Linked DNA regions of Mus musculus: regions 1, 2, 3, 4 and 5 are each linked to region 6. The links are chromatin contacts, called in public Hi-C and HiChIP or PLAC-seq maps. All regions are on one chromosome and are shown on one strand. Each heading gives the region's core, a stretch centred on a gene start, on an enhancer-like site or on the middle of the called end of the contact. The rest is flanking DNA. Distances are from core to core; before and after follow the strand shown. Region 1 has its middle 22 kb from the start of Gm41499. Region 2 has its middle 74 kb from the start of Gm41499. Region 3 has its middle 49 kb from the start of Gm41499. Region 4 has its middle 26 kb from the start of Gm41499. Region 5 has its middle 3.9 kb from the start of Gm41499. Region 6 overlaps Runx1 (runt related transcription factor 1).

Region 1 (4,720 bases), core at 1,739-4,238, 360 kb after region 6:
CAGAGGGTCACGCAGGCTTTGGGTGAAGACAACCCCACCGAATGAAGGCTATCAGGCCTTCCTGTTCTCAGGAAACACTTCTACCAGCCATTGTCATGACCATGAGGACAGGAATATATGTATTTGCTCATGTACCAGCCTTGATCACGTACAAAGGTGACCTAATTTCTCTTCAACAATCATGGGGAGAGCTTGGTGGGTGGGCCATTGAACTTCAAACCTGTGCGTGATGCCCAAGAGCATTGTCATGGTGGTGCAGGTAGGAAGGGAGGAGAAAGCCGTGAGAGAGATCATTCCTACCCTACGGATGCCCTTCTGCTGCCAGGCCAGGGGATTAACTAACAGAGTAAAGACCACAGCCTTCTAGACCTGCCCACCCAGCACACCTTCAGATCCACCAAGGAGAGCGGTCCAGACTCACATGCCTGCAACACTGCAATGGGGATTCAGACCTTGGACATAGAGTACAAAGTTTCATCTCAGAAGGCTGAAGGCAGCACGGTAAGAGGAGTCAGGCTTCATTCTAGACACTGCCCTAAGGCATAAGGCAATGTCTAAGCCTGCACCATAGAGTACAACAACATGGTATTCTGCTTCCAAACACAGATGATAGCTCCTACATTGCATGAGCCTTACAAGAGAATGGGGCCTGGGAGGTATGCATTAAGAAGGCTGTTAGAGCAGTTCTCTGTGGAAAGTCTGAGGCTAACCGACAGTCAACCATTTCCAGCTAGAGCCCTGCACCTCTGGTGTGGCTTGAATTCAGCTCAGTATATGTTCATACAACCCAATGAGTCATCACACTCTTTAGCTTTTGTGCTAAAGTTGCAAAGAAGTATAGAATTTAAGAATTGCATAAACGTAAAATGGTATACATAGATTATTTAAGGAATCAGGTATGTAAGAAGAGTTCAGAGACCTAAGCGTCTGGTGTCTGTCAGCTCTCTAATCTATTTTGTGAAACGGGGTCAATCCCAAAGCAATCCCAGCCTACAAATGGCTCATTTGTACCTGATTTTGCAAGGGAAGAATCTAAGGCATGGGATCAAATAACCCCATGATCTTAAAAGCTACAGAATCTAACTGAGGAGGGAGGTCCTAAGGACGCAGCCCAGTTGGTAGACTGCTCTCCTAGCACTCAATCCCCTGCCTGGTATAAAATGACTTGGGGACACATGCCTGTTATCCTGGCACTTGGAGAATAGAGGCAGGAGAGGGAAAAGTTCAAAGCCATGCTAGGCCACAGAGTGAGTTTGAACCAGTCTGGGTTTCATGAGATTCCATGTTTGTCTGTGTGTCTGTCTGTGTGTCTGTCTGTGTGCCTGTCTGTCTGTCTATGTCTGTCTGCCTGCCTGTCTGTCTGCAGCAGAATTTGAATATGGTTTGGCTTACTATAAAGGCATTACAGTGCAGTATTAAGCACAGCTGTCTTAAGACAAGTAAAGCAGAGTGGACCGTTATAAATGAAACCTCAAGCCTGGGACATATGTTCTTCATGGTTTAGAACTATGACAGCAAAGGGGCCGCTATGGGTTGTTTTTGAGGTTTTGTCAGTACCAGTATTCAAATCCCTACAGTCTCCTGTGGCCCTTCCCATCTTTCTAAGTTCGTGTCCCAGCTGGAGAGTCAAATTTGAAGGCAGGATATCCATAGTGTGGGTTAGTTGGCAGGTCTGAATTTGGCTGCTAGCTCCTGTGGGTCTCCAAAGGAAACAAGCAAGCTCACATAAGAAGCTTACAACAATATAAATTCTTGGATCTTGTCCTTGGGGAAAGCTCACTGTGACCACTAAAATGTCATGAAGAAATTCACTCACCTTTTCTGGCCTACAGGATGGTAACAAGGACCCTCAAGTATACAAGAATTTTCAAACCGCCTTTTCTTGTTTTGGTTTCATGAGATTTCTTAGCCCATTTATCATTTGTATAAAGGAAGGCTACTGATTCATGGGACTTAATTTTATATCTGGACACTTTGCTGAAGTTGTTTATCAGCAGTAGAAGTTCTCTGGTAGAATTTTGGGGGTTGCTTATGTATAATATCATACCATCTGCAAATAGTGATACCTTGACTACTTCTTTGCCAATTTGTATCCCCCTTGGTCTCCTTCTGTTGTGTTATTTCTCTAGCTAGAACTTCAAGTACTATATTGAATAGATATGGGGAGAGTGGGCAGCCTTGTCTTGTCCCTGATTTTAGTGGGATTGCTTCAAGCATCTCTCCATTTAGTTTGATATTGGCTGCAGCTTTGCTGTATATTACCTTTATTATGTTTAGATATGGGCCTTGAATTCCTGATCTCTCCAATACTTTTAACATGAAGAGGCGTTTTATTTTGTCAAATGCCTTTTCAGCATCTAATGAGATGATCATGTGGTTTTTTTTTTAATCCTTTGAGTTTGTTTATATAGTGGATTACATGGATTTTCGTACATTGAACCAACCTTGCCCTGGTATAAAGCCTACTTGATCATGGTGAATGATGGTTTTGATGCGTTTTTTAATTCAGTTTGTGAGAAATTTATTGAGTATTTTTGCATTGATATTCACAAGCAAAGTTCATGGGCGTTTCTGTGGGAGGCCTGACCTTCGCTCTCTCTACATGTCTCTCTCTATTCTTCCTCTCATCTCCTCTCCTCTCACCACCTTCTCTCCTTTATCCTTCATTCTCTTTCTCACCTCGCTCCCTCCCATCGTTCCTTTAATCCACCCAGAGAGCTCAATCCTCGTGCTAGGCACTGTGCCAGGTCTGGAAAACCTGGCTCTCCCTATACAGAAACTTACACCGGGGTGTGTATGTCCCAGGAATGCTAGGATGTTTGTGAAGCTACACCGCTGCCTTCCTGTAGCATCCTCAGCTCTAACGATTCCTGGAAGCTGAAACTGTTGAGTAGATTAGGAGAAAAAGAACAGCTTCCCCAGCTGCTCCCGCCGGTCCCTCACGACTGCTCCTGGCTTCTAAGCCACAGGGACCACTTGCTTGTGCTCACTCAGTCTTGTGACTCACACTGGAGTCACCGCTGACCCTGACCTATATGGAGGATGGTCATTTATTTACCCTTTGAAACTTGATCAGGTGGCCCATTAATTTTGCAACATTAATTCTAAGAGGAAATTAGATTCCAACCAGAGTCATTTGTCTTTTGAAAATAGAGCCACCAGAAGAGAACATCGATAATCACAATGTAATTTTCTGAGTTAGGAAGTGGCCAGAGCTTGGTGTCGAGGCTTCTGCACATCTAAGGGTTTCATGGCATTTTCTTAAATGAAAGAATTTGTTTTGAGACTTGAGGGGGAAAACCACTTCAAAGGGCCATTTCTCCCTAAGATGTAGCTGAGAGCTTCGTGTGCAAATGAAAAAGTCATCTACACATCGTTGGGGATTATACTTCTGCAGTACACTTGTTATCTCCCCGAGTCTACAGAGGCTGGGAGATGGCTTGGCTGGTGAAATAGTCACAGTACAAGAGCAATGAGAGGAGTTTCATTTCCAGAACCCACAGGTAAAAAGACAGGCATGGTAGCACATCCTTGTAACCCCAGCACGGAGGGAGTCAGGCAGATCCTTAAGACTCCCTGGTCAGTCACCTTCACCTACTGGGATGGAGTACCTCAGGTGCCAGTGAGAGATGCTATGTCAAAAGTGAGGTAGATGGCCTTCACTTAAGGAATAATACCTGAGGGTGACCTCTGGCCTTCACATACATTAGCCCCATGTAGACCTTCACACACACACACACACACACACACACACACACACACACACACACACACACATACACACACAGAGAGAGAGAGAGAGAGAGAGAGAGAGAGAGAGAGACAGAGACAGAGACAGAGACAGAGACAGAGACAGAGACAGAGACAGAGACAGAAACAAAGTCTAACTGATAAAGTATTCGAATACATAGAGCTGGTCACAGAACCCAGGAGGTCTATATCACCGAGTGATTCATTTAGCTACAGAAATCTTTCTTTTCAAGCTTGTTAATCTTCTCAAATCTGCTATGTCTTCAAAGATGATTGTTTTCTTCAAGGAAACATCTTCCTTAATAATCTAATCTATGAGTTCTGCCTTCCTGACCAGGTTATGGACTTCTAATTTAATTCTCCACACACCATGCCTTCTGTTGAAAATAAAGCGTTATTTACCTAACAATTTTTGGCCCAATTTATCTCTCTTTTTTAATACATATATCTCAGTTATATGTTTCCAAGATTAAAAAAAATATTACTTTATGACATTGCTACAGTGTTGAAGAAAAACTACAGCTGAAGGCCTATGTAAATATCTGGCTTTTATTTCTCTTCTTTTGCAAACAAACAAACAAACAAACAGAAAATGATGTAATTTTGGCATCTTTCTGGCACCTGGATATATATGTACATGGTCTTATTATGCTGAGACACTTCTGTAGGCATAGTCTTTGGATTTCATGAGAATGGAAGTTCTCTGCCAGTAGCCACAATGTACCTCATAAATATGTACAATTATTACAGGTGAAACAATGAGAAAAGGATGTATCAGTAAATGGAATTACAGTTCCCTGATTGGATCATTATACATTATGTACATGTACTAAAATATTAGTCTATATACCACTAATATGTACAATAAAGAGTAAAAATGAAATAAATTAAACTTACCTAAGTAGAGACTGAAAAGCCAATAGTTACCCTAAAAGTAAAATTTCTTGTAAAGACTTTTTTATTTAATCCA
Region 2 (4,755 bases), core at 1,701-4,200, 410 kb after region 6:
CTTCCCCTTTTGTGGTGGGAAAGGGAAGCCGTGAAGCAGGTGGAGACCAGTTATGGAAAATGAGCAACACTTGCCTTTTCTGAAGGTCTGCGTCATAACCTTTTTTTGAAGGTCCTGTTCTCCTGGCTCTTAACAAATCCTGTTTTATGATGAGGAAACCGAGGCCCAGAAGTGGTCCGTGATTTCTAAAGTCATGCGCAAATTCACCTGCTTCCAGGCGTGTTCTCTCTGAGCATCCCTGTCTCCTGCTAAGATCAGCGCCAAAGGCAGATGTGTCACAGGAACATCAAGCAGAGAGGCCAGGGTCGTATGTTTTAGACTTCAATCTTCATAGTTGTGTAAATCGAAAAGCATACAAATAACAATAAAATCAAAACAAACAGAAAACCCCTATAACTACTAATTTAAATTATTATTTGTTCTTACTTCTATTCCAAATTATTTATAAATTTGAACCACACAATTGGACACACAGCACTATAAAAACTCTACCCACTTAGCAGCTCATACATCACCAACCAGCTGGCATTTATTGAGCACCTCCTAGATGCCTGGCTCTGGCTAAGAACTTTCCAGATATCTCTTCATTCCCAGATCACATCCACAATTTGAGGGAGACTGACTACCATCACTCAAGACACAGGATGAGCTAGTGGGCAGCTCAACTCCAGCCCCAGATCAAATCCATACTGTTGGCTACTGTACCAATGTGCCTTTGTGACACTCCCCCAAACCTGGACTTCAGAGTCCCTCCATGGCTACCATTGGGTAAAGGTCAGACTGGGAAACAGGTGGAGGAAGGAGGCCGAATGTCTGCACGGCAGGTGTGTCAGCTTCTTCTTCTCCCATCATTCCTCCCCCCACCCCCTGCCTCTCTCTTTGTTTACTTTTAAATGGGGAGGGGGAAAGCTGAGATAAAACATTTCATGAGTAATACTTCAAGATGCATTTGATTAAATTCTTGAAATGAGGTGTATAAGAGATTAGAAAAACGTGCCTGTGTTTCTATGTGTGTATGCATGAGCATGCATGTGTGCCTGTGTTTCTATGTGTGTATGCATGAGCATGCATGTGTGCCTGTGCGTGTGCATAAGCATGCATGTGTGCCTGTGTGTGTGCCTAAGCATGCATGTGTGCCTGTGTGTGTTCATAAGCATGCATGTGTATCTGTGTGTGCACAAGCGTACATGTAACCATTGAGTTTCCTGATAGTCCTGATGTGTTGTTTTATTTCTAAGTGATAACATAATTATCCTGGAGGAATGCAAGTGACAAAACTTTCAATACGCCATAGCTTATTAAGGGAACTTAAGATGGGCAGGAGGGTTGGTTCAGCAGTGCACAACACTTGTTGATCTTGCAGAGGATGAAGGTTTGATATCCAGCAACTATGTGGCAGCTCATGACCAACTATTCTTGGGCATACACAATTCTCTTCTGGCTTCTGTGGGCACTGCACACACATAGCTTATATACACACATGCAGACAAAAAACCCTCCTACACATAAAATGAAAATTCTTATAAAAAGTGCACTGATTGCAAACATTTAGAAGTAAAATTAGAGCATGTTTCTTTTGGAATTGGAGCTCAGTTTCAAACTAAACCTAAGCCAGGCACTTGTCATACGTTGGATTGCTTCTTCCTAAAACAGTTATGCTGAAAGCTTCCAGCCCCACCTGTTAAATGTTTCTGTATTTGGAAAGAGGGTTTTCATAAATATAAGCAAATTGTCTTCAAAATGGACCCTTAGGAGCTGGGGAGATGATTCAGTGAGTAAGATGTGCACTACAGACTTGAGTTCAGAACCTCAACATCCCTAGAAAAAGGAGGCCAAGGCCACAACTACCTGCAATCCTAGCAGAGATAGGAGGATTCCTGTGGCCAGAAATTCTTTCCAAAATGCTGAGTTCCTGACCCAGCAAAAGGCCCTGCCTTAAAATATAGGATGTAGAGTAAGAGAGAGAAGCACCAGATAGCAACATCTGGCCTTCACAAGCATGCACACATACATGTATACACACATACACACATACATACACTCACACACACAAATGCACACACATGCATACACGCACAGGTGGGGCTGGAAGCTTTCAGCATAACTGTTTTAGGAAGAAGCGATCCAACGTATGACAAGTGCCTGGCTTAGGTTTAGTTTGAAACTGAGCTCCAATTCCAAAAGAAACATGCTCTAATTTTACTTCTAAACGTTTGCAACACACACACATGCATACACGTACACACACGCACAAATGCACGCACATGCACAAATGCATGCACACACAAAATACACATGCACAAACATATGCACGCATATCCATACATACAACTGCACACACATATGCACACCTGTTATGTGTGCATATGACATACACATGCACACATACACGTGTACACACACATGCACACACATGCACAAATGCATGCACACACAAATACACATGCACACACATATGCACACACACAACTGCATAATACAACTCTACACATATGGACACACTCATGCACACATACACATGTACAGACATGCACACACATATACACAATACATACACATATACATGCACACACATGCACACATATACACACATGCACACACATATACATACATGTACACACACACACACACAAAAGATGGTCCCTAATCTAAATATGTGCACAGACACACAGGTAGAAGGCCACAGTACAACCCAGAGACTGGGCAATGCAGCCACTTGAGGAGGGGTGCCAAGAATTTTCAATTACCGCAACCCCAGAAGATATCAGGAGTGGTCCAATCCATGTGGCCTGGCTCATGCCAGAATGTCAGAATTTTGGGAGAACTCTCTAACCCTCCCATGAGACGTCCATGGAATTTTAATATGGCGGCCCCATGTAGCTGATTCCAGGCTTCAGGCTGTGGAGGAAGGGTGTTGATGGAGAACTGATCACACACTTGGGGAAAGAGGAAGAGAAGTAAGTAGCTGTGACACAGGAGGGGTGATGTGTTCTGGAAAAAGAGGAAGTCTTGACGCATCTACTTTTCTTGTTTTCGTTTTCTTGGAATTCAAAATACTTAGAAAAGGGCTCCTGCAAAGTGCGTGTTGCAGGCAAGAAAATTGATCCATAAATCTGTCTGGAGGTCTAAAGTTTCATCAAAGTAGGTTAGACACTTTGTAAAACAGAACCAACCACTACAAAAATCACCAAGAGGAATGTAAGTCCATGCCACCAGCGTTGGGCTTTTAAAAGAAGGAACACATTTTAGGGAGTTTCCTCTTGGAACATTTCTCTCTGATTCTAACCTGTGGGCAGGATTGTCCTCCATTCTGCTGTCTCCATGGAAACAACACTTAGAGATCTTTATGTCAGCAGTGAATGAGACCAGGAGAGCATTAGGTAATAGTGCCTGGATGGCCACAGCAAGAAATGTGCATTATTTGCATAATCTACATAAAATGCTGTAGAGGGTGCTGGGCAGGTTTTCCAGTGAAGTCCTTCTCTTGTCCCTGAGAAGAAATGGAGGGGCCTCTTCACTGGCTGATGGACAGGACAGTCATGGCACAGGGAAGGGCAGGTGGCTCTGCTGCACTATGTCCCCAGGTAATGGCTGTGCACTGAGTCTGAGCATACTCACAAGTTCAATGCCAGACCTGGCCTCTGCTTCTGTTTTAGCCTAGGGCCTGCTTTTCCTTTTGATCCAGCATCCCATTGACTGAAATGAATAGTGCCTGCCCTCTACCAGAACATGGCCACTTCTCAGAGCATTAGCATATGCCAACAAAGGCAATCTATTTTCGAGTTAGTCTTTTTTATTCTTAGGAGGAGAAACCCATACTGCTTTTAGAGAGATGGACAGGTGGAGCTACTCCCAGAGAGATAAGGAGATCTTACAAGGATGCTTTCAGAGCAAGAGGAACTGGGGAGGTATGTCTCGGTTCCCTGTTAGGTGACAAGGGCCATGCCTTCGCAGGAGACTGACCACACTGACTCTCCTCAGTTCATGGCTTCCTTCCCTCTATCCCATCTTCCACATGCCCCTGGGTAAGGATGCCTTTCTCAAGGGTGAACAAACACCTTGATGGTTTCTGGTTCCCCATGGAACTACACTAACCCTATAGTACCTCTGCCAGGCAGAGCACACATTCTCAGATTTTAAATGGCCACAGCAAGCACAGTGCCAACCTCCATCTTCTCTTCATCTTCTACCCGTCAGAAACATGTCCCTTTGGTCACCCATGCTCAGATCACCACCAGCAAGGGCTGCAACTGCCCTGTCAGGTCTGTATTCCAAATCTGTAACGTCCATACCCTGGCAAAGGTCCTTGCCACTCCAAGGTCACCAGTGTCTATGTTTCTGCCAGAATGAGGCTAGCCTCAGTGGTACATGAACCCACTCCACCCTCCAGCTTAAAACCTCTCCACTGTTTCCCCAGGGGGATTAGCACTCCTGAGATCCCAGATAACTCCATCAGGCCACTGCTTGTTCCTTAACATGAAGCTGTATTTCATGCCTTGATCATGAAATTCACTGATAGATATTTGAGCTGTTCTCAAATTTTACACTTCTCCAGCAGTGACTTTCAGGGGATATGGTTTGAGTGTGTAATGTCCCCCACAGGCTCATGTGTATGAACACTTTGTTCCAGCAGGTGCCTCTGTTGAGGAGTTTATGGAATCAGAGGGCGTTGGTTGGAAGATTTGTGTCACTGGAGATGGGGCCCGTGAGGATCATACCTACTTCTGGTGCAGGCTGAGCTCTTTTCTTCCTGGC
Region 3 (4,799 bases), core at 2,072-4,571, 390 kb after region 6:
AGGTGTGCTTTTCCGAGCCGTGAGGCTGTGACACTGGGAAGCTGCTTGCTGGTGTGAGTGGCATCACCAGATTCCAGACTGCTATAGCCAGAAAGGCCTTGCCCAGTACAGACTGTCAAATACGTCAGTGACCCACAAACACTACCCTGAGCCAGGCGAAACCTTACCTATGCCTGCTAGTCCCAGCTTCTTCCAAACTCAATTTCTCATCTGGGAAATATGAGTTATGGCTTCAAACCCGCATGCTGTAATAAAAGGGGGTTCAGAAATCATGACCTAACATAGAATCAGAATCTCTGCTCTGCCACTTTACACTTTGCACAAATTCGTTGGCTTCTCAAAACCACTTTCAAACTCCCCATACACCAGCTCACCAATATCAATCTGTCTGTCTGTCTGTCTGTCTGTCTGTCTATCTATATTAATTAAAGTATAATATTCCCACGGCTTGCTACACAAAGTGTGACAGAGTGCAGGGCAGTCTGGATGTGGCCATGCCAGGGAGGGCACTGTGTGACATGGAGTCTGAATTACCTAATACCTTGAGATTAGCAGGCTCTCCTGATGAGGGAGTGTGAGCAACCCCTTTCTTCCCTTTCATTAATAAGTCCCATTAACTCCTGCGCCCAACTTTCCATACTCCCTGTCTTTCGCAAGAAGTGTCACCAACTCAATGACACAATGCTCTGCCTGTTTGCATTGTGGGAAGTGCCACGGGGAAACAGGCTGCTCCTAAAAAAATGACTTCAGACACTTAATGTAGATGTAACAAATACCACCACCACCACCACCACCACCACCACCACCTCGCTGATTTCCATGGAGGAGATTCTGGTCTCATTTTCTATGGAAATAAGCCAGTGAAACAAGCCATCAGGTTTAGCAATTTTTAAGCAATGCCAGCCAGCATATTGATAGCTTATGATAAATCCACCCTACTTTTATGCTCAGAGTATTTGAATGCCTATATGTGTGCACGTATACATAAATACACGGGCATGAGTGTGTATATGCATACAACTCGTCAGAGAAGGCTAGCTAGTCAGTCACTGCTGCACCGTGATGAGCAGCAGTAGAATTCAGATGGATATTGCTGGATATTAGTTATTTCTTTTAATTAGACTATTTTAGAAGGTGAATAAGTGCTGCAAACTAAAGGCTTGCTTGAAAGAAAAATGAAATCATACAAAGAATTGTTAGGTAGTGAAAACTTTACCAGTTCATTTTCAGTACCCCCCTCTGTACACACACACAGACAGACAAACAGACACACTTACACATAAACACACAAGACACATACATATTCACGCACATATATACCCGCATACATATATATAAATATCACACATACACACATACACACACTCACACACATACACACATGCTCACACACACACTACACACACCACACACATACACCCCAGTTTACATACATGTACACACACACACACACACACACACACACACACTCAATCTAGGAATCCCTTAAGCAGTGCCATCCCCAGTGGACTGTCATAGACGGTGGGTAAACAGTGAGCCTGACTCTTGGCAGGATCAAGGACAGAAAGGCTCATCCCCACCATAAAAGTGTCCTGGGAGTATTCCTGTCCTGATTTCCACATTTTAAAAAATAGACTCTTTTCTCATACAATAATCCCTGATTATAGCTTCCCCTCCCTCTTTTAATTTGGCATTTCATCCCAGATGCTCTCAGAGGTTGGTGTGGAAGGAACATGGTAATTAATACATGAAGACCTGGTAGATGCAACCGGGAGAGAAAATCTCAAACCTCGCCTTTCTGTCTGGCTTTTCTCTTGGGAGCCTCTGGTTGGTCTTGGCTGCCATACCCAGAAATGAACCCAACCAACTCTGGCTGAAAAAGACTTATTCACAGGATGCTCACTCGGTGTGCTCCCGTCCTCTCTCCTGACTTTTGGAACTGAGATTTAAACCACCCTGAGCCCCATCCCTTCTGCAGAATCTCAATGACTAATCTGTTCTTTCTTTTGCCAAAAAGAAAGGATGCTCCTCCTCTTCCGTCCACTCCCCCCCACTCCCCCCCCCACCCCACCCCCCACCCCCCGGCCAAGATCAATTCTGCCGGTATTTATTAATCGTCTACCACCAGCTAGACATCGGGCAGGCAACACTGACACCATGTCTGTTCTTGGGAAATTTCCCCTCCCATGTTCCTCTTTGGGCTCTATAAAACAGGCGGCCAGACTACTCTCTTTTGAACTCTGAATCCGTTTTCTCAGAAGAAGAAGAGCCCTCAGAAAGCTGTTTCCTGTCTCTGAGCTCCCTGTGAACTCGATGGTTGATAAATGCTCATCTAATTGGCCAAACACAACTTTAAACATTTTATTTAAGGAAATAAATCATTGTTTCATTTTTTTTTTAAAGTTCTACCTTTCTGCTCTTTCAGAGTTAATATTTGGGAGCTTATCACAAAATGAACTTGATTATAGGGGACACAAATTGGCCATCAGGATCACAATCCCAGTGCACTGGGAATCCTGTGCCTAGATAGCAGAGGAATGGAATTTGAATCTGATAATTGTTAATGACAGGAAAAGAAAAAAAAAAAAAGATTGTTTCTTCTTTGCTGAGCCATCACCCACCTGCAAGGAACAAATTAAAGATATTTACCTTTAAAAGCCTTTGAAAGCTATTTAAAGAAAAATAGACAAAAAGTGAAGTGGAGGATTGAGTCACAATTGAATTTGTTGAAGTAATTAAGTCCCTCCCTCCCTGAACAATTATGTTTAATAATAAACATCTAGGATGCCATTTTTATATTCTTTAGTGCCCTTCATGGTAGTGCTGTTATATAAGCTCACAAACTCAAGTGTGCTTTCCCCTCTTCCCCTAGCCTACCCGTGGTCTTTATTGTTGTTTGATTGAGTCACCTTGTAAAATTATAATCTTTTGTAGAAATATATTTCTAGATGAGCAAGCCCCTCTGGGCTCCTGCAAGCCTCACCTTCGCTGAGCGAGCGACTGACTGGCATGAGGAGCGCGCAGGATCGAGCTCTTGACCCATAATTTTCTATGAGAAAATGATCAGGAAAGCTGGCGAGGCAGCGTGTGTGGAGCCGGTCCAAGGGACCCAGCCTCCCCTCTGTTGTTTCAAACAGTCAACAGCTGCCCGGCCTGTTTTTCCCATCACACTTCAGGATTGCGTTAGAAAAAAATTCACCTTATAAAAAAAAAATCATGAAAACTGAGAACAGGGAAGCGACCGAGCGGAGGCCACTGTGTGGTGAGTTGCTGCTGTCATCCCGGGCTCTGCTCCTGGGCTTGGCACCTGCCCCAGGGGGCTGCATTCCCTGCCCAGCAGGGAGTTCCAGCTGACCTGCTGAGAATGTCCCGTGTGAGTCACCGCCTTTAACTCCATCAGCGCCATTTGCTGCCCACTTGGATGTTTCTGAACAGCTGCTTGGCTCTGAACTCATCCAGTAACTGGAAATGCGGCCGTTGTCTGGCTAATTTTCAAAAAATGGAGTCAGAGGCAGGGTTAGGGAGAAAGAGAAAAGCACAAACCCAGTCAAGAAAGACAGACAGCTAGCTATCTTTACCCCTCGATGGCTTTGAATTCCTTGGAAATCAAATGGCAAGGTCAAATAAACCCAGTTTGTCCCTTTCTTTCTTTCTGTCGCTTACTGTTTGCCTAAGGAAGTTGGGTGCGATCTCATATGGGATTTCATGGTATCTAAAAATTTACCTCCCTCAAGGAGCCTGTCTGATCGTCATGCTTTTAAACTTACCCATCCCGTTTTCCAAACACAACAGTGAATATTTCCCTTGCTCTGGAAACGTTTTTCACATTTGAAGTTCATTTTTAACTCCATCAACAACTTTTAAGAGGCTTCAATTGAACAAGTTTCTGGCCTACACATTAACCAGGATATTTGAGAAACATTAGACATGATCCCTGGATACAGGAATTTGTAATGAAATGGAGAGAGAGAGAGAGAGAGAGAGAGAGAGAGAGAGAGAGAGAGAGAGACAGAGACAGAGAGACAGAGACAGAGAGACAGAGACAGAGAGACAGAGAGAGAGAGAGAAACCCTGATTCAAATGGATTTCAAATGGATGGTCCAGGAACAATATGGGGGAGGTGGGAAGTGCCAGACGCCTGCTAGAGCTATTTGGGCTTCTGAAGTTCAGAGCAATGCTCTGGAAAGCTGCTTTTCAATCTAGAATGATGGTAACCAATATTAACAAGTGAAATTGAATTGACTCTGTAAACGTGAACAGTGTCAGAGCTGGGCACACAGCCCAGGGGTCTGTTAAAGGCTAAACACTTACAGGGTCACAGGGCTTCACTGGATGGGAAGTCTGTGATCATTGTGTGCATCTTCCTATGCATTAACACAGGCAGACATTAAAGAGAAAAATCTCTTCCATCACCAGAGACACTGCAGGGATGGCAGACAGTTCATAGGTCACGAATCCACTGTACTGTATCTGGGATCCAGTCCTTACTTGAAGGTGGGAGAGTAGATACATGGGAGAGAGAAGACACTTTGATTTGTGAAGATCTGATCTGCACGTTCTCTATTTCCTTTCTTGAAAGGAAATCTTAGAGGACAATAAAGAAAAACAGAGTCCTCTATTTTTGTCTTAGCTTTTCATGTGGCTGCCACAAAACACTTGTTAGGAGCAACTGAATAGAGGAGAGGTTCAGCTCAGGCCGTCAGAGACAGTCCACCACACCAGAGGCACGCTGGACAGACTGGCCTGGTAGGTGATCGAAGATTGAGGTGCAAGCTCACACAGCAGGAAGCAGGGAGCTA
Region 4 (4,596 bases), core at 788-3,287, 310 kb after region 6:
ATATGAAGCTCTTTAGGCAGAGGCCCCACTTCACGGTTATATGCTCAACTAGAAGAAAGCTTGCAGTATAGGGTATTTCCTGCCAGGGAGTGGAGAGGCAGACCTCTGCCATGTGTGGCTTCCAGGTCTCTGCCCTCTCTAAGCGTGAGCAGATGGGTGATGGGCGTGTCAGATCCTCCGGCAGCCCAGACACACATGGAGTGGGCATGTGAAATCAATCAGCCCAGTCAAAGAAGGAAAAGGTTTTGGCCTCCCTTGTGTCCCACATGTGGAAGGTATCGGAGCGACAGAGGAAGGAGGTGTGAAAGTCTCCAGTCCCCCCCCCCCCCCGCACCCCCCCTCCTCACTCCCCAGGCAGGGGAAACAGCTTGAGCACACGTGGGAAGACCAAGTCAGGCCCCTGAATCCCTGTCATGTTGATGGCTTGCTGCAGCCTGGGGTGTGCAGGGTCCATCTTGGGGTGGTATGAGAAGTATAGTCAGATAGTCAGAGGAGGGCGTCTTCCTTCCCACACTCCTCTCAACCTCTGCCTCTCTGCTGTGATGTTCCTCAAGCAGTGCGGGCCTCAGAAGGCTAAAGGGAGAACCCGTGCTCAGAGATGTCAGATCTCGAAATTATTCACCACTTGAGACCCATGCTTGCCAGGTTTTTCTAGCTGGTTCGTGCAGCATCAAGCCACGGCACAAGTGGGCACCATGGAATGCCACCCTGAAGCCAGGTTGCCACACAGAATCGAAGGTGAAGATCCAACCAGAGTGTCCATGAACTCCATCCTCCTCCTCTTTCATTAGGAAGCTCGTTCTGTAGCCTGGCCTTGGAATGAACAGAGATTTGGAGGAACCAAAGGATGCAGGTGTTTCTAGCTGCTGGGAGCTATGTCTGCTGCACATGAAGGGATGACTCTCTTGGGTAAGAGAAGCCTTACCTCTCTGTAAGGACACTGAGACTCAAGCCTTCTCTCTACAAAGAGAGTTATCTCCCCAGTGAATACACTATCTCTTGTCTTGCACAGGGAGACTCCAAATGCACCTTCCTTCCCACCCTCCAAACACCACTGCATTGGGTGTCCCATTTGCATCAATAACTCAAACAATGATTGGTCCTCCCCCTACCTCACTGGTTCCTCAGGAAACCAGGTCATCTGGTCCAGACCTGCCTTTCACTCACTCTTTCTTTTATCCATTCTTCCCCCAACAGACTCTAGGATGACACTCTTTCCCACTTATCCTTCAAACCTAGGGCTTGCCAGTTCACATGTGTTCCAGCCTTGATTAGTTTCCTGGGCTGAAGGTGGTTACTCTAGGCAGATTCAAGCACTTAGTGTCTGGGTATTTGCTTCCTACTAGAAGCTCCACAGCCGTATATGGTACACACCAAGGAATCTTAGTTAGGATTTCTGCCATTGTGATACTGCTCTAGAGTGTCAGCAAGGATCTAGAGCCTGTGTCCACCCGTCAGCTGTAGGTGAGGAGGGAAGGAGCAGGCTTCTGAGACAATGCAGCAGACATGCTGAAGGGGTCTCAGAAATCTGCAGACACCTTGCTTCACAACATCCTCCTCCTTCAGAGTTTCCCTGTATCCATAGATGGGCACCCATAGTGTCACAGAGATGTCACATTTTGTCCAAGGGCATCTGTACAACTTGTTGAAAATTTACAGCTGGCCAACAGGCTCTCTTCACAGGACTGAGAGACCTTTACTACAGATTTCTTTCTCTTCTTCCTCCTCCTCTTCCTCCTCCTCCTCCTTTCCCTCTTCCTCCTGCTCATTCTCCTGCTTCTCCCTTTTCTCTTCCTCTTCTTCTTCCTCCTCCTCCTGCTCCTCCTCTTCTTTCTTCTTCCTCCTCCTCTTCCTTTTTCATCTCCACCTCCTCCTCTTCTTCCTCCTTCTCCTTCTCTCCTCCTTCTTCAACTTTCTTTGGCAGGTTGCTGGAGTTGAAAAATCTGACAAAATCTCACTAATTGCAGTGGAATGCACCACTCATGCCAGCAAGGATCATGCCGGGCAGGGCATCCTGTGACACAGACGCAAAGGCAGCTCAGTCAGGAGCTTGTGCTGGGTGACTCACAGGAGACTTGAATTGGGCATTGTGCACCACAGCTTCAACAGGTGTCCCTAGCATTCCAACTGCACCCCATGTCCAATGGACAATGCCAGACTGGGCCAAGAAGCCTTTGGGGGATGAGTGCGGGGACATCTGCAGGCTTAACCTGCTCTGCACCCGTGCTGTGCACACTCAGGGCCCAGCAAGCCCATGCCAAAGACAAGTGGGACTTCAGTTGTAAAATGGAAGCTGGGGAGGCCAAACAGGAGAGGCACAAAGTGCTTCCAAAGTTAACCAGCTTGTTAGGCAGCTCAAGCAATCATGGGGGCTGGAGGGTGTCAAGAAACAACCAGCGTTACAAAATCCAGAGAAAGGACTAAGGGAGAGAATTGTTCTGAAAGGTGGGTTGTGCATTTCATGGTTGAACCTCTGTGCTCCAGGCTTTTGATAATTTGGCACTCAAGACCCCTTTTACCTAAGATGTATGTTATAGCCACTCTTGTATACAGGTGTATAAAATAAGTATAAGATGAAACAGTTAGCTGAGCACAGTGATGCATGCATATAATTAATCCCAGTACTTGGAAGGTGAAAGCAGGAGGGTCACCTGTTCAAAGCCAGCTTTAGATACATTGTGAGTTGGAGGCCAGCCTTAGCTACATGAGACCCTATGTCAACAACCACCCACTCACCAAATTAAACATTCACTGATGACAATTAATAAAGAAATAAATTTTATAACATCACTTTGGTGAAAATATGATTCTATCGTTTATTTAAGGAGAAAGCCAATGTGTACATCAATGAGATGATATACATATTTCTATTTCCCTAAAGAATTACATCTTGTTTGAATGTCTCACCTGGCACAGCTATGGAATAGCTTCAATGTTGACTGATGCTTCGATTCAATAACTGTCAATGCTGAGAGTGGTACTTCACATGAGTTTGCAGCACGAGATGGGAGGAAGATTGTAAGAGCCATTTCTCACACTGTCGGAAATTTTGTATTAACCCCAAGCCAAACTACATCTAGATATATTTTAATGTGACTCAAGTTAGTAACTCTTAAAATCAAAACTTTGACACAAACCAATTCCTCATTGTTTGAACTTGGTTCACCCAGGAATGGCAGCAGAGAAGGACCGAGTGGCTCAGCTTTCTGTAATTGGACCTTTATGCTTCTATACAAACAGAACACCTTGTATATATCTCAATAAAAATACTATAGCTCATAACATACAATAATGTAGAATCTGAGCCAAGGTGTTTGGGCAGCATTTTTTAGTTTTATATGATAGGAAGGCATCCACTGTGCTCAATGCTCAAGTTGGGTTCAGGACAAGAGTCACTGTGGAGTTGCAGGATGAGATTTAGGATTTGTCACACATTTTCTTTGGCCTTAATATTTGGCTTTTGCATATTCAGAAGCTCTGTGCTGTTGTCAGATCTTTCATTACTCCCCATATAGGGTTATGACCCGCAGTTTAAGAAGCTGGGCTCTGAATAGTTAACTCGTCCCCAAATTTCAACCATACTATGTAAAATAAACCTGAAGTTACCTTCTCTCTGTAAGACAGCATTCCATGAATAATGCAAAAGTAAAGGAAGAACTGGCGGCCTTTAATTAAATGGAGATGAGCTGGGCAGGAGCGTGAGAGAACTCTACTGACAGCCTCGTTCTTGTTTGACAGGTGTTGAATTATACATGCATATACATCTTGCCCTAACTTTCAGAGTGGTACATGCCAGATGTATGCATTTCACTGTAGGCATCTCCCCCTTATGCACAGAAGAAACTGAACTCATGAAAACGATCTGCACGTGGAATTAGTTACAAATCAAATCCACTGATAGCTACAATTTGCATCAAAATGCATCAAAAATAAGGCAGATAGAGGGAAGAGGTTAATAGGTAGAGACAGAATAGAGGAAAGTAAGTGGTCAAAACTACCAGATGTAGATGGTGTTTTCTGTATACTCATTTCCATTTTGTGTGTGTCTGAAAAGGCATCTTCACACAAACAAACAAACAAACAAACAAACAACAACAACAACAAAACACTGGAGAAAGAAAAATCTAGAATCAGAAATCTTCCAAGACTTCATGTAGGGTTGAGGATGTTTAAATAGAAATACCCCCACAGTGTAAAATTTGCACGGGACACAGATAGTTCAAGGGGAACTACCCACCAATAACTCCACTCACAGAAAGTAGTCCCTGGAAAAAGCAACAGGTGGGAGGAACCAGGAAGGCTCTGAAACAGAACGTGTTAAATGAAACAGCCACAGAAGTACAGTGGGACTTGCCATTGGTGCCTTACCCACTGATGGCTGACCCACCTCTCATGGCCCAACCTCCAAACCTGTAACATCACGGCATATTTTCTACCAGCTTTATTTAATTTTGCTGAAAAGTAAAAATTGTAAATATGCAATGTGTATGACATGACATTTTGATAGAGTAACATTGTGAAATTATTATCACGGCCAACACTGATCAATCACACTGTCAATGGGATAAGATCTAGTAATGTAGGCAGCAAACATCT
Region 5 (4,917 bases), core at 722-3,221, 330 kb after region 6:
CCCATATTTTCTTTTATTTGAGACAGGGCCTCCCACTGACTGGGGGCTCACTAAGTGGGCTGGATGGATGCTCAGTAAGTGCCAGAGGGCAGGGCAGGAGTTCATAAGTCAGTTCTGGCTACTTAAGGACTTCCATAATACTTCTTGAACATGTCTCTTCCTTCACAGTGCTGCGACTACAAACACATGTTAATGTGCGTCCTGGGGTTTGAACTCAGGTCCTTACACTTGCAAAGCTAACACTTTACTGACAGAGTCATCTCCAGCCCTTCATCATCCCTCTCCTTAATGACCTGGTGAGTGCTTACTCCCATTTGAAAAGTGAGAAGATCCACTCGCCCAGTTAGTCCCTCCCGGCTAATGGAACTGGACTCAACCCAAAAGCTCTTTGATGAAGACAGCTTGTCCTGCCCCCCCATACCCTAGGCTCTCCCTCTAGACTCCAAGCTACCTGCAGCACTTTCCTTGTTTGTTCTTACACTCTGTGTTGCACTTAGCCTGGGGGAAGTGCTTATCAAGGTTCTATCAAAGGAGTGCACTTTAATAACATCCATTACTTTACATCATGGTGTGCAAAGTCACTGTGGTCACCCGTTGATTGTGCCCTCTTGGGCCCGAACACTCAATAGAAACAATAGGAAGATTTTCACTGTAAGGACTGAGAGCCAAGTACTGCTCTAAGGTCGAATTGTATCTCCTCTAATCCACACACACACACACACACACACACACACACACACACACACACACACAAAGTGCAGGGAACTCAGTCCCATCCTTCAGCCCATTTTATAGATGGGTGAACTAGAAGTAGAGTTCATCGAGCCTAGCAACAACACTTCTTCCCAAAGCCCATACTCCTAGGAAAAACAGGCTTGAGGGCTGAAGCCATGTGGCTGGCTTGTAGCTCGCACCCACCACTGCATCCCATTGCTGTCCTTATCTCAGGTGACTCCCATGCAAGGACAGCACATATGGATATGAACAAGTATGGGATATTTCCCCTCTCTCAAGCAATGCGTTCGTTCTCTGGAGCACAGATTCTCCATAGAAGTGACATGGTCAATGTACTGGAAACGTGGCTCTGGCATTCTCCAGCACTGGAGGCCAATGCGGTGAGAACACAAGAGGGAAATAGCCACAAGGAAAACAGATGACTCTGCATTGGAGAAAATACAAGAACGGCAAACTTCTGGCTGCTGTTTGTTGTAAAGTGGAATGCTGGGAAATTGCAATTAGGAGAGGCATGCTGTGGCCCAGAGAGAGAGAGAGAGAGAGAGAGAGAGAGAGAGAGAGAGAGATTCTAGATCGCACAAGAATTTGCCTATTCCCCAAATGTTGAGAATCCTGTATGCCTTCCCCGGGCTGGAGCAGGACCAAACCAGATCATACCAGAAGGCTTAGGCCTGGAGAATTCTATCTCAATAAATAGCTACTTGTGGGCTGATCGAAGCGTCAATTTTTAAAGGAGAATATGATCAGGAAGTTATAGTCTGCTTCCCACAATGCCTGACGCTTCCTATCCCCTTCCCCTCAATGAAAGAAATCACCTTACCAAGGATCCTGTGGGAGATAAAATCATTGCTGATTCCTTTGGCCTGGGATCTCACAAGTGTTACAAAACTGTGTCTCTGCCTACAGGGCGCATGCCAGTGTTAAACAACTACTGTTAAGATTTACTGGGGTTCATGAGAACCCACTGAGCCAAGAGGCCATTCTGCCAAAGGGTCACCGCTCTGTCTTTCAATCCTATTTATGTGTTGACTTTTGGTCTTTATCGTTGTTTGAAAGCAAACAAGGGATATTTCTCTTTGCGAAAGTTGATGACTTCAGGTGGAGAGAGAACAGCTGTGGCAGACGATTCTGGAAACACAGCGAAATAGCCTCTCTTCACATAAATGTTTATGGAAGCAGGAAGACTGAAGAAGAAAAACACAGCAGAAAATTGCATGACTCACAGGCTGAGTGCCTTCTAAATAAAGCATCTCTCCGAATTTCCCAGGAGATGCTGAATGTGAGCAGGCGGCAGAGCTCTGTGGGGCAACAAGACTGTGTTTAAACACCCCCAAAAAAAACCCCAAAACAAAACAAAACAAAACAAAAAACAGTGTACACAAAAGTCACTGGGGGGGTATTCTGTTCCTTTTGAGGTTAAAGAGAACCTCAAAGAAGAGAGCAAGAAATCCTGGATGCTGTGCCCCCCTCCATCTGCTGTTGAGTCCCTGTGCAGCTCTCAGCTCCTGGTTGGACCACTGTGCAGAGGAAGAGCTGTGGCCCAGTGCTGTGCCTCTTGCTGACTCAGAGATCTTCCTGTCGTAGAGCCTGGCCAACTGATGATCACTGAGTTTAATTTTAGATCTTGAGTGCTGGATCTGGGAATGTTTGCAAACTAGACCCAGGCTCCATTGACACTGGCATGTGAATTGGAAAGAAAGTTTGCAAGTCTTTGAGTCTTTACACTGCCCAGTCCATTGTACCCCCACAACATTGTGAATTTGGAATAAGCTAGAGGAAGCCGTCTTGGGGCACTACTTCACAAGTAACAGGCATTGCTCCTGAGTCTAGATCTCAGAGATAGAACTTCGTTCTTTATACTTAGTTTTTTATTCTTAGGAGTTTCTGACTAGGAAGATCTAGAAAGTTCTAGAAGGTTGCAGACTAGAATTTAATTTCCTTCCCACTCGAGTCAATAGGTCTTGAAGCTATTAGAAAATGTGTTAGAAATAGTCTCTAGGTTCTCACTGAGGCTTAGCAATTACAGCAATCTGATAGCAAGTTGGCAACGTAGAATCAGGTGAGCTAGTTAGAACAATCATCCTTGGTGCCTCCCATTTAGAAGCAGTTAAGCAATAAAACACTTCAAAGGGACAATCGCTTTCTACGATGGGTTTCCCTGTATGTTAAAGAGTCAGATTATTCAGTAAGTTGACCTGTTCTGAGTCAACTCCCACAAAAAATATGCAGGACACCCAGTCAACTGGATTATAAATGAACAGAAAGGAATTTTTAACTGAATACCTGTCCCGTGCTGTTTTCTTATTGGGGTTACCCCAGAAGACATCCAACTAGAGCAACTGTATATTTTAAATGACAACACAGGGAGGCCTGTGGGCTTTCGAAGTTACCATGTATTAAAAACACATTCTGAGTGTTTTCCTCCAAGAAGTGGGGAATCTAGATGAAGAAAATCTTTAATAGAAGCAAGAAGCTAGCTACTCTGGAAGGGTCCCACTCAGCCATTGACACATACTGTAGAGCGACAACCCAGAAAGCCAAGGTAGTTGGACTACAGAAAAATAGTGGGACAACTTAAGAAGTTCTGAGGTGACGCAACACTTCCCCCAGGCAGGATCTCAATTCCTACCATTCTGACTCCTTAACTTCCTTCAGTGTCTTCCATGGTCTCCCTTGAGGGCGAGAAAGGGAAGAGATAGGGTGGGGGTGTCCAGCAGTATTTTACTGTACATTTGTTTTGGCATTAGCTGAGTTCTAGACATGAAAACAATCCCCTGTTCTTAATTCAGTCCATGTGCGGCAGAGCCGTGCACAGGGAGATCTGGCTTTTACTAAAAGCTATTAACAAGCATGTTTGATCACAGGAAGTCGAGAGAGAGCAGTGCTTGCTTCTAAAACACAGTGAGTGAGTGCTGACCGGCCTCTAGAGGGAAGGCCCAGATTTGTGTGTTGGTCCTTTGGTAACCTACTGAGCTCCATCCAAGACAAGTAGAAGATGGGACCCGGAGGAAGATTCCCAAGCCAACCCCCAGTGTGGGCAAGAAGCCTGTCCCACTCTGTTCCGAGCACTTCCTTCCTGTCCAGGGAGGTGAGTTGCTGAGCCTGTTTCTGGGCAAGCGGCCATGTTGGGATATGGCCTTAGATAGCCTGCAGCTGGGCTGAGTGGGCGTCTGTCAGACTCAACATAGGCAGCTCCCACCGTCCTGCCTGGACAGCTGAATAGAGCTTCTGAGAAGAGCCTTTGATTTATTGGTGGCCCGACAGCCCTGGGTACTGCAGTTCAAGTTCCAGGAAGCAAAGCTGTGACAGATGAAGTTCTAAGTATACAGACAGTGTGCGTGCACACACGCACACACACACACACACACACACACACAGACAAACAGAGACAGAGAGACAGAAAGAGACAGGGAGACAGACACACATACACAAACACAGACAGAGAAACAGACAGGCACATACACACACACAGACAGACACACAGAGAGTGACAGACAGACAGAGAGACATAGACAGCCAGAGAGACAGACAGGTACACATACACACACACAGAGACAGACAGGAAGACAGACAGAGAGACAGACAGGCACACACAGACAGACAGACAGACAGACAGAGACAGACAGAGAGACAGACAGGCACAGAGAGAGACAGAGAGACAGGCACACACAGACACACACACACTCACACAGAGAGAGAGAGAGAAAGAGAGAGAGAGAGAAGACAGGCACACACAGACAGAGACAGAGATACAGAGAGACAGAGATACAGACAGGCACACACACACTCAGAAGACAGGCACACACACAGAGACACACAGACACAGAGACAGAGAGACAGACAGGCACACACACACAAGACAGGCACACAGGCACACACACAGAGACACACAAACACAGACAGAGACAGAGAGACAGACAGGCACGCGCGCACACCTCAGCAGTATGGAATGGAACTGAAGGATACCAGCGGTACAGGGTGCAGATTCTCCTACATGGGTGACATCACTGACTTGAGACCATCAAGGGACTAACTGTGTTAGCAGCACTGGACAGAGCCTGAGGTGGATTCTTTTTTGTTCCTTCCCACTGATTGTTTTCCTGAAGGGTGTGGGTTGAAGTCTGAGAGTGAGGGATCATAGTCTCTGTGGAGGAACCTGAGATGCCTTATTGCCGTACCCAG
Region 6 (4,581 bases), core at 1,205-3,704:
ACCAACAGACATGTTTAAAGGGCCTCAGACAGAAAGAAAATGAAATGGACCAGAAACTTAGATCTTGGGTGAAAAGGAGGTCATCCCAGAAGAAGTGAATCAAATAAAATAAAACCCATTTTCTATTCATAACGGATCTGAAAGTTAACTGTTAGAAGTGATAACAGCCACAATTTGTTGGACAGTTACAGCATAAAGATCAAGAAAATAATTGGCAATAATGACAGATAAGAAAGAAGTGATACATCTCAGCAGAGTGGCGCTTGTCCAATACACGAGCTTGATCCTCAGGACCCACATAGTGGAAGGAAACCACTAATTCTTGTGAGTTGTCCTTTGACCTCCATATGTACAGCACAGCACACACACACACACACACACACACACACACACACACACACACACACAGACAGGCACATACACATGTACACACACAGAGACAGAGAGAGAGAGATAGACAGACAGACAGCACACACACAGAGACAGGCACATACACATACATACATACATACATACATACATACATACATACATACATACACAGACATAGAGACAAACAGACATATACATAGAGAGAGACAGAATCATATACATATATACACAAAGAGAGACAGCAGACACATACATAAAAGAGAGACAGACAGACAGACATGTACACACAGAGAGACAGACACATATACACACCATATACACACATGCACACATACACACACACAAAGAGAGAGAAACAGACACATACACGCACAAACACACATACACACACACAGAGAGAAGGGGAGGGGAGGGAGGGAGGGAGGGAGGAGGAAGAGGAGAGGGAGAGGCACACACATATACACAGAGAGAGACACTAAATTTAAAAATGTAAACAAAAGTTTAAATATAAGTAACATATAACAATTAAGGAATAACATTATTTGATTGTGGGCTTAGTTTTTAAACTCTACAGCAATTATTGAAGCAATTTTAAAATATTTATTTATTTATTTATTTATTTATTTATTGTTTAATGCATATGAGTGTTGTATTACTTGCATCATATCTGTGTACCTCATGCTTGTAGTGCCTAGGGAGACCTTAATCGTGTGTTGGATTTCCCTGGGATTGGAGTTAACAGACCGCCTTTAGCCACTAGTGGTTACTAGGAATCAAACCCAGGTCCACTGGATGAGCATTCAGTGCTTTAATGTCTGACCCAGCTCTCTAGCTCCCACAAAACTATTTTAAAAAAAAAATCATTTTCCTACCCGATAGGCAATAAACAAGCTAAAATGAAGTCACATAAAATGTTTCATTCCATTCAGAGGAGGCAGGAAAGCCGGGGGTGGGACTAAGAACCAGGTGCAACAGGCATAAAAGTTAGACCATGGCAGATCATAATCCAACTGTATCTATAAAGGTGAATTGTCTAAATCTACCACAGAGGTTGTCAGAACAAGCTACAAATAAAACTTAACTACCTGACGCATACAAATGGCTCATTTAAATGTAGATTCAGATAGGGCAAGCATAAAAGGGTGGAGAAGCTGTGCTAACACCAATCCAAGGAAAGCCCGAGTTGCTGTATCAAGTTTTCTACAAAGCCGATTGAAGATGGAGCTTTTCAGGGATAAGAGATAAGTTACGTTATGATAGTACGGAAAACCAAAAATACATTTTCCTTCACAGGTGTCCCGTGAACAAAGGGTCTCACTAACTGCAATACAAGGAAAAGCAGACAAACCCATCCTTACGGCAGGAGACTTTAGCACCCTCTTCCAGTCACCGATAGACCATGCAAGCAGAAATTCAGACTCGGCTGACCTGGACAGTATCAGTTTGACCTACAGAACACCGGTAGGCCGCTCCTTTCTTCTGAGGCACACAGATCACTCGCTAAGGCAGACTACACTTGAGGCCACAGAAGACTGCTTGGGTTTGAAGGCATAATCATACAAAGTATTTCCTTAGGCCACAAGGACTTAAACTAAAACCAAACAACACTCTCCCCTCCCCCGAAAAACAAAACAAAACAACAACAAAAACCAGTAACAGAAATATTACTTAGAAATCTTCAAAAATTGGAGATTATCTGGAGATGCCATAGCCACCAAATAAGAGATCTGAAAAGATATGTCGACTGTCAGTTACTTAATGAAAATGAAAACACCAACATTTAGGGACTGGAGACGAGGCAGCTTTGGAAGGGAAATTTCTGGTTCTGAAAACATATTTGAAAGGAAAGCCAGAACGCCAGTAACTAATGCGTATGGGGTGAGGAGGGGGAAAGAATGCCCCACACCCGAGGCAAAGAGAAGTAGCCGTATCTAAAGTGATCAATGAAGCTCACTCCAATCAGAAGAGTAAATAAATGTTCCTGTTTCGAAAACTCAAAGCATCCCGATTCAGCCTTGTGCCCTCCCTCCCTGTCCAAGGAAAGGACACGCGGGGACATCAGCCTAGTTCACTTGAGCCTTTGGTGGCCCTGGCACCTGACCTCACAGCCTGGGTTTTCTGGGTCAGGACGTTGGGGCTCTGCTGTAGTCAGGGCTCTGTTCCTTGAGTATTTGGCGGGCATCTCTAAAACAACAAGCCGTTCACCCTCGATCCATTGAAAATAAACAGTGGGCCATGCAATGCAGGGCCACTTGCTTCTTAACGCGCAAAATCTGCTCTGAGAATGGATAAACCCAAGGGGCCTGTTCTGGGTTTTTCCTTAGAAGACTCCCCCTCTTTCTGCAAGGCAGAAGGCAGAGTCATCCTCAGGGCGCCCTCCCAGTGCAGCTCAGTCATGGGTAGCTGGTGTAATGCCCTCTCGGATGCCTCAGAGAACACAACAGGATGTGAGTCAGGACACAGAGATGTTGAGTCAGTTTCCAGGGTGATGTGTCAGGGCGAGCCCCAGGGGAGGCTTGCACCTTCTCATTTGGGACCCTTGTGAAGAAAGACCCAGGATACCTTGTGTAGGAAAGTGGTGGCGCCCCCAGATGCTTGGAGGATGCCCCACCCCCACCCCCCACTCTGCAATGTCAGCTTTCACAGCCCTGGTGTTGGGCAGGTGACCCAACTGAAAGGCTGCTTGCCTCTGGTGGTTTTGAGCAGTGTTTCCTTTGGCTTCTGCGGTGGGCAGTAAACCCACAACAGCTCCAGAAGTCAGAACAGACAGGAGTCACCCCAGAGCTCCTTCCCCCAACCCCCACTCCCCAGGTAGCCAGCACTGGATTAGCATCGCCTAAGCACACCAGTGAGAACCAGTGATAACAGGAGTCAGTTCCCACCAGTTCTGGATCCTGGAAGAAAAGAGGGTTGTGAAAGAGCCCTGGGATTTGCCAAGCATTTGTCTCCCACTGGCTGCAGACATTTTGGTTAGTCATGTGCGTCTCGGCTGCGGTCACTGTTCCAACGGTTACTTTGAAGGGAGGCATCCAGAGTGAGCCAGGATGGAGACCTGCCTGGTAAGGCTGTTTCAAAGGCCTTCGGGGTCTGAGGGACCCATTCTAAATGACATCTATAGACCCAGGAGGTGACAGGCCACCTGAGAAAGGGAAGAAGGAATTGTGTGGCTTCATCTCCTGTTCCGGTACCCAAATTCCTCACTCATCCCGGGGAGGCCTCCTGACTTTGTGGTCAGGATGCTACAAATCTGAAATGCTTATTCCCAACATCAGGGACACTCCTAACCCCGGTGGCTCGCCCCAGAATCCTTTTCCTCCCAAATCTCTGTTTCCTCATTTTTTAAAAATGGGGTTGGGGGGTAACCAGACTCACCTGCCTCCCAGGTGTGAGAGTTAATTAATGTTTGTGGTACAGCTTTGAGATCCACAGATGAAAGGCTCTCTATAAATGCAAAGTGCTATTCCTCATTAGAGCTGCCAGACAGTTCCCAGGGGAAATAGCTCAGCCCTCGCCACGAGGGAGGCCTCTCCTCTCAGCCAGATCAGTCTGAGACAGGTCTGGAAAGGGCTCTGTATTTAGGCAGAGTCCTCCCTGTGCAAGGGTTCAGGGATAAGTCACCCGCTTCTAGAAAACACGCTGTTTTCATAACACCTCTCATTCTCCGTTGGCACCGTCTCTCCTCCAGACAGAGTGGCCTTTGGCGTCCAGACAGAACTGTGCTTCTGAGGGCACCAAAGGCCCCGTCTGGTCTCTGCAGTGTCCTTTCCTGCAGATAACTTATTTCGCCGAACTTTGTTAAAGAAGCCCCACCCCGACTCCTCACCGCACTGCACGAGCTGCCTGCACCTCTGACGTCCACTTATGTTTTCTAGGCCTGTAGTCAGGCTCAGCCACCATGTGGCAGGTGCCATCCTAGGAGCGCCTGCTGAATCATCCTCTCCTCCATTGCTTTCTCCTCTATAGAGTCTCGAAAGGCTGAGGGTAAAGATGACTTCCTGTCCCCAGCCCCCAGTGGTTCTTCTCCAGCCTCATATTCGTCCTTACTCCTCCCTTAAATAAGGTGAGGAGAAATTCACTGTCAGGTGTCAGAGGCCCCAGGTAGTTTAGTTTGGGAGCTTGGGCTCAGCCCTTTGTATGGAGGGACAAGACTGTCACTCATACAGAAGCTGTTGACACCTCCTGTGGGAAGCTGCGAGTGAGCGAGCGGGA

The links. A called contact is a pair of places that touch in the nucleus more often than the background predicts. HiChIP or PLAC-seq counts read pairs in DNA pulled down with a chosen protein or histone mark.
Region 1: a contact with region 6 is called in a FOXA1 HiChIP or PLAC-seq map of pancreatic cancer cells. The contact joins two enhancer-like sites. A contact is called at or near these places in 2 of 484 Hi-C or Micro-C datasets (liver and myocytes), 1 of 115 datasets of contacts at active chromatin or transcription factors (pancreatic cancer cells) and 1 of 9 other capture datasets (embryonic stem cells).
Region 2: a contact with region 6 is called in a Hi-C map of bone marrow-derived macrophages, with 20 read pairs. The contact joins two enhancer-like sites. A contact is called at or near these places in 3 of 484 Hi-C or Micro-C datasets (bone marrow-derived macrophages and embryonic stem cells), 3 of 115 datasets of contacts at active chromatin or transcription factors (astrocytes, microglia and pancreatic cancer cells) and 1 of 9 other capture datasets (embryonic stem cells).
Region 3: a contact with region 6 is called in a FOXA1 HiChIP or PLAC-seq map of pancreatic cancer cells. The contact joins two enhancer-like sites. A contact is called at or near these places in 1 of 15 datasets of contacts at CTCF or cohesin (the NIH/3T3 cell line), 2 of 484 Hi-C or Micro-C datasets (the C2C12 cell line and muscle stem cells), 2 of 115 datasets of contacts at active chromatin or transcription factors (embryonic fibroblasts and pancreatic cancer cells) and 1 of 9 other capture datasets (embryonic stem cells).
Region 4: a contact with region 6 is called in a FOXA1 HiChIP or PLAC-seq map of pancreatic cancer cells. The contact joins two enhancer-like sites.
Region 5: a Hi-C map of bone marrow-derived macrophages shows a contact between it and region 6, with 2.9 times the contacts expected there. The contact joins two enhancer-like sites. A contact is called at or near these places in 1 of 15 datasets of contacts at CTCF or cohesin (the NIH/3T3 cell line), 4 of 484 Hi-C or Micro-C datasets (bone marrow-derived macrophages, liver and myocytes) and 1 of 9 other capture datasets (embryonic stem cells).

What each region holds. Positions count from the first base shown.
Region 1 is chr16:92,976,818-92,981,537 of GRCm38.p6, forward strand. No RefSeq gene overlaps it. Among named protein-coding and RNA genes, the nearest start is that of Gm41499, 22 kb to the left of the region's middle. Within about 2 kb of position 2,989, at least 32 of the 459 cell types and tissues checked have an H3K27ac peak or open chromatin away from gene starts, as enhancers often do. A contact at or near this core is called in pancreatic cancer cells, where this site is marked.
Region 2 is chr16:93,028,846-93,033,600 of GRCm38.p6, forward strand. No RefSeq gene overlaps it. Among named protein-coding and RNA genes, the nearest start is that of Gm41499, 74 kb to the left of the region's middle. Within about 2 kb of position 2,951, at least 65 of the 459 cell types and tissues checked have an H3K27ac peak or open chromatin away from gene starts, as enhancers often do. A contact at or near this core is called in bone marrow-derived macrophages, where this site is marked.
Region 3 is chr16:93,003,475-93,008,273 of GRCm38.p6, forward strand. No RefSeq gene overlaps it. Among named protein-coding and RNA genes, the nearest start is that of Gm41499, 49 kb to the left of the region's middle. Within about 2 kb of position 3,322, at least 58 of the 459 cell types and tissues checked have an H3K27ac peak or open chromatin away from gene starts, as enhancers often do. A contact at or near this core is called in the C2C12 cell line, embryonic fibroblasts, muscle stem cells and 1 more, where this site is marked.
Region 4 is chr16:92,928,239-92,932,834 of GRCm38.p6, forward strand. No RefSeq gene overlaps it. Among named protein-coding and RNA genes, the nearest start is that of Gm41499, 26 kb to the right of the region's middle. Within about 2 kb of position 2,038, at least 43 of the 459 cell types and tissues checked have an H3K27ac peak or open chromatin away from gene starts, as enhancers often do. A contact at or near this core is called in pancreatic cancer cells, where this site is marked.
Region 5 is chr16:92,950,595-92,955,511 of GRCm38.p6, forward strand. No RefSeq gene overlaps it. Among named protein-coding and RNA genes, the nearest start is that of Gm41499, 3.9 kb to the right of the region's middle. Within about 2 kb of position 1,972, at least 70 of the 459 cell types and tissues checked have an H3K27ac peak or open chromatin away from gene starts, as enhancers often do. A contact at or near this core is called in the NIH/3T3 cell line, bone marrow-derived macrophages and myocytes, where this site is marked.
Region 6 is chr16:92,618,112-92,622,692 of GRCm38.p6, forward strand. The region is part of intron 6 of Runx1 (runt related transcription factor 1); the gene reads right to left. Among named protein-coding and RNA genes, the nearest start is that of Gm30224, 24 kb to the left of the region's middle. Within about 2 kb of position 2,455, at least 171 of the 459 cell types and tissues checked have an H3K27ac peak or open chromatin away from gene starts, as enhancers often do. A contact at or near this core is called in the C2C12 cell line, the NIH/3T3 cell line, bone marrow-derived macrophages and 4 more, where this site is marked.